2 separate regions of the Danio rerio genome follow, and region 1 is linked to region 2. A link is a contact called in public Hi-C data. All regions are on one chromosome and are shown on one strand. Each heading gives the region's core, a stretch centred on a gene start, on an enhancer-like site or on the middle of the called end of the contact. The rest is flanking DNA. Distances are from core to core; before and after follow the strand shown. Region 1 overlaps itm2ba (integral membrane protein 2Ba). Region 2 holds the start of abi2b (abl-interactor 2b).

What was found. Hi-C and Micro-C count contacts between places; a contact is called where the count stands out from the background.
Region 1: a contact with region 2 is called in a Hi-C map of an unstated tissue, with 1.7 times the contacts expected there. The contact joins the enhancer-like site here to the promoter of abi2b in region 2. A contact is called at or near these places in 3 of 18 Hi-C or Micro-C datasets (caudal fin, hematopoietic stem cells and an unstated tissue).

Annotation. Positions count from the first base shown.
Region 1 is chr6:10,972,978-10,976,984 of GRCz12tu, forward strand. It overlaps itm2ba (integral membrane protein 2Ba), which reads right to left. Exons shown (of 6, transcript NM_199646.1): 6 at 1,809-2,848. The coding sequence ends at 2,760. Among named protein-coding and RNA genes, the nearest start is that of itm2ba, 12 kb to the right of the region's middle. Within about 2 kb of position 2,689, at least 15 of the 62 cell types and tissues checked have an H3K27ac peak or open chromatin away from gene starts, as enhancers often do. A contact at or near this core is called in caudal fin, where this site is marked.
Region 2 is chr6:10,931,978-10,935,881 of GRCz12tu, forward strand. abi2b (abl-interactor 2b) reads left to right here and starts at 1,519. Exons shown (of 9, transcript NM_001045297.1): 1 at 1,519-1,649. The coding sequence starts at 1,533.

The DNA.
Region 1 (4,007 bases), core at 1,439-3,938, 42 kb after region 2:
CTTGAAAGTTGAGGAAAAGATGTGTTCGAGGAAATATATAAAATGTTTTAGGTTTCCCTTAAATAAAAGTAATGGCTTACAAAAACTACATTTTAAATAAACCAATTAATATAAATTAGGAAACAAATCAAAATCCCATTCCAAAACCTCTATTTTTTTGCTAGTCAGTCACTAAAAAATTTTTTATATTCATTATCTTATTTTTACTGAATAATATTTTTATGTGGAAAACCAATACCGCCCCCCAATAGTTACAGTTTTTCCCAGTTGTTTACACACATTTTCTGACAGCATGTCTCATATTGTCAGAACTCTACACACAAAACACACACACACACACACACTGGGCAAAACCCTTCAATTCTTCTGCAAAATGAAACTCTACGTTCAAAACAATGTAATTTCTTTTCAAAATGGTATTTTGTTTTCAAATGACACACACAAACCATCACATGAATAGACATTTATAAGAACCAGTTGATCACTGATGTGCTTTAGCTGAAACACGATGACCATTTCTTCTCCATTTATCAGAATGACTTACTGTAAGCCTATTTTTTTCAGTGTTGCACATTACAGACAGTCCACTAAGGCCTACATAAGTGCATTGTAAAATACTTCAGAATATTGTTTTTATGCCAAAACACACCAATTCACGGTACCAAATATATTTTACTGTATTTTCCCCCACAAAAACAGTTTACACAGTTCATTTCAACCAACACAAAGTTTCACATAACATGGTCTACATATACCATCAACAGAAGTATTGACTGAATAGTTACAGTAATAAAAAATTAAAAAGTGGATTTAGCTCAGTTTCCATCCCCAGGCAGAAAAAAAAATCATGCAATCATGTGTGACAGGCGTTTACCTATGTGATGAGTTCGTATGCAAAGTAGGGCAACTGAGTTTACAATTTTGATTGACTGTGTTCCTTGTGAAAACGAGATTTTCTGCATGAAAATTGTGCCAAATGTGGAGAATTGTGTGTAGTGTTTTGAACAAAGTGTGTTTTAAGTCTGGAATTTGAGTGTAAAGCAGCTTGCAGTTTGGCAGAATTGTTTCAGGGGGTTGGTGCATCATGTTACATGTTGTAGTCATTGTGTCTGAAGTACAAGTAATTGTGTGTAAACAATTGGGAAAAACTGTAAAAGTCGCCTATAATGAAAGTCATCTTTTGTAAGCTGTTTGGACAGAACTGTGTGCAGGTATAGTGTGTCCACTGTCATATTGAGTTAATATAAACACAATAAGTCTTTAAAAAAAAAAAAAAAATCATGTTGAAATAGACCCCAAATCCCAGTGATTTTGAGGCCCTCCGCCCACTGAATTGATCGACAGGCGCCATGTTTCTATAATACCATGTATACTCTCGTCCACAGAACATTCTTGTTTTTGCAAATAAACTGGGATTAAAATGTTACAACTTTTTTAAATGTTTATTAATTTTAAAAAGTTTTTTACATGGAGCATGTTTGTAATAAAGAGAGTAAAATCCCAATATAAACAGACTCTGGAGGCTACAATAAATGATCTGAATTGTATTTTGAGCTGAAACGTTAAGACGCATTCTGGAGAAACTGTAGAAAGTCTTAACCTACATCTTGTAAAAGGGGTAAAATAGGTGACCTTTTAATAAATAGTTAATCTTTAGTCTAATCTGTTTTATCAACACCTTTTCTATATTCATTTGACCAAAAAATTAAATTTTTAGAATATGAAAACTTTCATTTCTCTTCCCCCTTTTGAGTTTACACAAAAACCTTGAGTACTTCTTCTGCAGAAAAAAACAGCAACAAGCAAAATGAGTGGTCAATTTTTTTATTAGTAGCAATATGTTTAACATTAAAACCTTTTGGGTTATGTGCAAAGTATAAATCATCCCACCTCATGTTGAACTGGTATTTTTTAGTAAATTTCAACAACCTTTACAGAATTCGTCCATCAGTTTACACCCAATGCCTCGGCAGTCCCTAAATGACATAAAAGTTACACATTTGATTAGTCTGTATTTTGACGTATGCTTTACTTCTTCTGGATATTGTGCTAAGATTAAAAAAAAAAAAAAAAAAAAAAAAGAAGCCAAACAGAAGTTTTGCGTCCTCTAGATCGCTTATTTCTCTACTATAGGACGTGATGTAGCAGTGTATTAACTTACAGCAGAGCGAAATCTGGCTTTTGAAACAACAAGCTAGGCTTAAAGTGTGACTAGTACAAAAATCCATTATATGTTTATTCTTACATTGGCCGTATATCACAAATCTCTCATCAAATATATTTCCCCAGTATATAATCTGGTATCTGTGACGGTTCACAGTTTTTAAACGCACACTAAACATTTAGTGCATCTTTTATAGATTTCATTGCTCTTTTTTTCGTCCTTTCCTTTAATATGCTATTTACGCTCGATATACCACACACCCTGTTGGAGACTTTAAACTCCCCGCGAAACAGAAACCCAGACACACACACACACACGAAAAAAAAAAAAAACATTTACTAAGAGAGAGAAACTGGTCCAAATGTTTGCCTACACAGATATCTCTACACAGAATATTGCTCTTGGCGTTCAGTCACATTCTCTCTCTCTCTCTCTGTCGTTTTGATTGTTGCTATACAGAGAAACTCAGAGCTCACGCACACACATACACTCTCACACACACACACAAACGGGGGAAACAGGAAGAGGTTTAATAGAAGGACAGGAAGGGTCAGAGTGGAATTTGTCAGTGGTTAAGCCGGCGCTGTCCACTGCTCTACTGCTCACAGATCAGAGTCTCCACCACAAACTTGTTCTCAAAGTGGAGGATCTTGTGGCAGTTCAGAGCCTCTCTCTTCTGGATGCCTGCAAAAAAACAAGAGTAATATTGTAAGGTGAATGTATGTAAAAACAAACAAACGAAAAACAAACAAAATGATTATTTAAAAAAAATTAAGATTTTTTTTTGTATAAAAATATAATAGTTTTGTATTATAAATAGTAATTATACTAACATACTGATATGAAGCTCCAGAAAATATACACAATTTTAAATAAAAAAAAACTAACTAACTGCAATGGTACGTTCACACCAGACGCGGATAAAGCGTTAAGCGTCATCCTACGGCGCTATTCGCGTGAATGAGGCGGCGCGAATGATGTGAATCGAGCTTGTGGACTCTTGACATGCTTAACGTAATCACGAGAGTTGAAAAATCAGACATTATATTTGTCACTAGAAAATTCATAAACAGGCAAAAATCACATGGAAAAATTACAAAAGGGTCAAAAGTTGACAAAAATGATTCGCATGGTTTCTGCTACATTCATTCGTTCATGGCGGGGCGCCACGACAAAATTCATCCCGCCACGGCTACATTTTAGCTTCTCATTCAAAACATTTAATTTTTTTAATAGCGGGTAATAATCGCACCAAAACGTATTAAAAGATGATTGAATTATAACAGCGCAAACTTCTCTGTAACCGTAGTAGTGCTGTGCATTATTTGTTTACCCCGTTAAGGTTACTTGCTGACAGATTGATTGACTGACAGGTTCACTTTACTTCAGGACACATTAATATCGCCCTGTAGGCCTATTAGAGACATTCATAAATATTCCTATGAAATCTAATAAATGTTGGAGACATACTCGTTACATAAACGCACTAAATCGGCAGCGTTTATTTGAGAGCGCACAAGAAGATCTGCACGCTCTTGGAAGAGGCTTATATTTGAGGGGGCGTGTTTTGTGCACGAGCAGAGGAAATCGGCGCGCAAGCAAAGAGATCCGCGTGCTGTAGGGTAGGCTATTACATAAATGCGATCTCGCCTTCTAATACTGCGCTCACAACATTTGTCATTAAAATAACGCCACAGGTAGTTGGTAGATCAGAGTAAAAAAAAGGCCTGCCGCCACAGCTGGAAAAAATCCTAGAGGAAACACTGATTCATATATTGTTCAAAACTCACTTGTAAGTTCAAAACAACAACAAAAAGTTATAAAAACAACCCAACAAAATTCA
Region 2 (3,904 bases), core at 269-2,768:
TCTATCTATTTTTCATCTATTTATCTTGCCTAATTCTTTCTAGCCATCATCCTTCCATCTATTTGTCCTTTTTATTTTGCCTAATTCTATCCATCCATCAAGCATCCATCTATTCGTTTATCCATTTGTCCATCTATTAATTTTGCCTAATTTAGTCTCTATCTATCTATCTATCTATCTATCTATCTATCTATCTATCTATCTATCTATCTATCTATCTATCTATCTATCTATCTATCTAATTATCTATCTATCTGCCTAATTCTATAAATCAGTTTATTTGTCCGTCTATCAATCTTGCCTAATTCCATCCATCCGTCTATTTAACTATTTGTCCATCTATTTATTCATCCTAATTCTATCCATTTATCCATCTATGTCCTATTTATTTTGCCTAATTCTTTCTTTCTATCTATCCATCTATCCTAATCTAGCCTAATTCCATCCATCCGTCCATCCATTTGTCCTATTTATCTTGCCTAATTCTTTCTATCTGTCCATCCATCCATCCATCTATTTATCTTGCCTAATTCCATCCATCCATTTGTCCTATTTATCTTGCCTATCTATCTATCTATCTATCTATCTATCTATCTATCTATCTATCTATCTATCTATCTATCTATCTATCTATCTATCTATCTATCTATCTATCTATCTATCTCTCTCTCATCTATTTGTCTGTGTGTTTGTTTATCCGTTTATCTATTTGTCATCTATTTATTTTGCCTAATTCCATCCATCCATCCATCCATCCATCCATCTATCCATCTATTAGTTTATCCATTTGTCCGTCTATCAATCTTGCCTAATTCCATTTATCCATCTGTTTAACCATTTGTCCATTTATTTATTCTTCTTAATTCTATCCACCTATCCATCATCCATTTGTCCTATTTATCTTGCCTAATTCTTTTCATCCATCCATCCATCCATCATTTATCTTTCCTAATTCCATCCATCCATCCATGTGTCCTATTTATTTTGCCTAATTCTATCCATCCACTCATTTATCTATTTGTCTATCTTTCCTAATTCTATCTATCTATCTATCTATCTATCTATCTATCTATCTATCTATCTATCTATCTATCTATCTATCTATCTATCTATCTATCTTCCTGTCTATTTATCTTGCCTAATGTTATCCATCCATCTAATGGTCCATTTCAGTGGATTTTTCTATATATCTATTGTGTTTGTCTGTCCATTTATATGTCTGTAAGTCATTTTGTCCATCTATTTATCAATCTATCTGCTCATTTATCTGTAAATATTGTGGCCAGATGATTTGGCCTAAACCATTTTCATGTTGGAGCATCATAACTATCCACAAAATGACACAGGGGGGACAGTGAGAGGAATAGAACGAAACGTATAGGGGAGGAGGAAATATTTTTGAGTGTGTGTAAAAGAGAGAGAGAGAGAGAGAGAGGGTTAGTGTGGTGGTGTTTTCCTCCTGCATGCATCAGTGAGGGAGAGGGAGTGTGATGGTGGTGTTTTCCTCCTGCATGCATCAGTAAAATGTGAAGATGGCGGAGCTGCAGATGCTGCTGGAAGAGGAGATTCCTGCTGGTCGAGGAGCTTTGCTGGACAGCTACGCCAACCTAGAGAGAGTCGCCGAGTACTGCGAGAGCAACTACATACAGGTGACAACATTAAACGCCGTACAAATATTCGAGATACGCGCAAAAAATGACAAGAGAGATGAATGATCCGACAGCTTGTGTTTTCGAGTTACGGTAAAACGAAATGGACTAAATTCAACACATGTCGTTGCCGCATTTAAATCATTATGGTTTATAATGTTCGAAAGCATCATCTAACACATTTTTTGGGCGTTTGAGAGCCATGTTCACTGTTTTTGTACAGAAATGGGGCCTCAAACGCTGAGCTAATAAGCTAACGCGCTAATCGAAGCGAAACCAATGTGTAAACCTCAAATGTATCACACAAAAACGGTTTATTTATTTTACCTTTAACTTACGTTTAATACAAACGAACCCCTACTGCACTTTTGTGATTATTAATGGTTAACAGTTATATTATTTAAAGCGGTATATTTATGAGTAAATCTCTATGAAAACATTTATGTGTTTTTGAAGTTAGCTTCGCTGCTAAATGCTGAAAGCTTATGTGCAGTGTTTTTAACTTAATAAATGTGCTGTTTTTATTTCAAATGTTTCTTAAATTTGTGGTTTTACCCCCTTTTTATTAATAGAGTGTTGTTTAGGGTTGTACATGGTCGATAGAGATGTGTGGATGATGTTATGTTAGGAGGATATTTTTTGGTAAGGTTACGTTACTATCGCGATTAATCGATGCAGTTTACTTCTACTCCGATATCTTTTTATACATGCATACAGTTTCGGCTGCATTGTTACAATAACTAGTTTGTAATATATGTTGGTTTATATAAGGGGTCACCAATCTCGGTCCTGGAGGACCTGTGTCCCTGCAGGGTTTAGCTCCAACTTGCCTCAACACACCCACACCTGCCTGGATGATTCAAGTATACCTAGTTAGTAAGACCTTGATTAGCTTGTTCAAGTGTGTTTGATTAGGGTTGTAGCTAAAATCTGCTGGACACCGGCCCTCCAGGAACAAGTTTGGTGACCACTGGTCTATATAGTCATGCTGTGATAGACAAATTAAATAACTGTGATAGACAAATTAAATAATTAAAGACCTTTTAACGCCAGTCTCTGAATAAATACTTACGGGTCATCAACAAGCTATAAATCTGTGTAATTTTTATTTCCCACCTACCATGTGTTTCAGAGAAAATTATATAATTTATAAAAAAAGTTTTTAAATTTAACATTAATTTCAAGTTAAACAATAATAGTATATTCTGACGTTGGTTTTTAATAAGACTTAAAACAATGTCCATTTTTGCCGGTGAAATGAAGTTATGCGCCCTGTACGGAACACTATTTTAATCTAAATGGAGCATCATTAATACCTCATCTTCTGTACACATGCATAGGCAGTCTTTTCTCAAAAACTACTGGTCCAAAAGACATCAATCAAAATTTGGATTGGGCAGTAGCTATTCACTCAGAGAATGATCTGGCTTTCAATGATGGAGGAGTGGTCGTTTGAGTTTGCTGAATGGCGAAAAGTGTACTTAACATGGTTAGTCTACGTTAGTTAAACTGTAGTTCTAAGAACTATTGTATATTAGGCATGAGACGATAACCGTTTTTAAGGGATACTGCAATTTTGAAATGCCACGGTTTTAAAACCGGCAAAACTTTTCTGTAATACCGTTCCTATACTGTAAAAAAAATCTGTAATTTTAAAGTTTATTTCAAGCAGCTGGGGTGCGGGAAAAAAAAGTAAAATAACCGCTGTTAAATTACAGAAATTTACTGTAAAATAACAGGTTGAATTACAAAAATTTACTAGAAATTTTAATTTAATGAAATTTTTATAATTTAACGGCCGTTATTTTACGCTTTTTTTTTCTGGTACCCCAGCTGTCAGGAAGAAACCATAAAATGACGTTTTGTTTTATATATATATATAGTGTAAGGTATGTGTACGATTTTTTTTTTTTTCATTTAAGTTTTTTTTTTTGTTTGTTTTTTAGGACAAAAAACTGTCTTTGAAATAAATGAAGACAGCAGAAGTCAATGATTTATTTGAATTATTCAGCCTGACATGCTTACTGCTCCAAAATATATTAAATGTTTTTCGAAGGGGACACACTTTTTTTGTTTTGTTTTTACCCAGACATTTAAAAAGACTATATTTTAGAGCGGTAGTCACAATACCGTGAAACCGTGGTGTTTTAATCCAAGACTATCCTACCATCAGAATCATATACCAGCCCATGCTTATTGTATGCATTTAATTTACCCTGCTAGCACGAGGTTTGATGATTCATCTGGAAACCAAT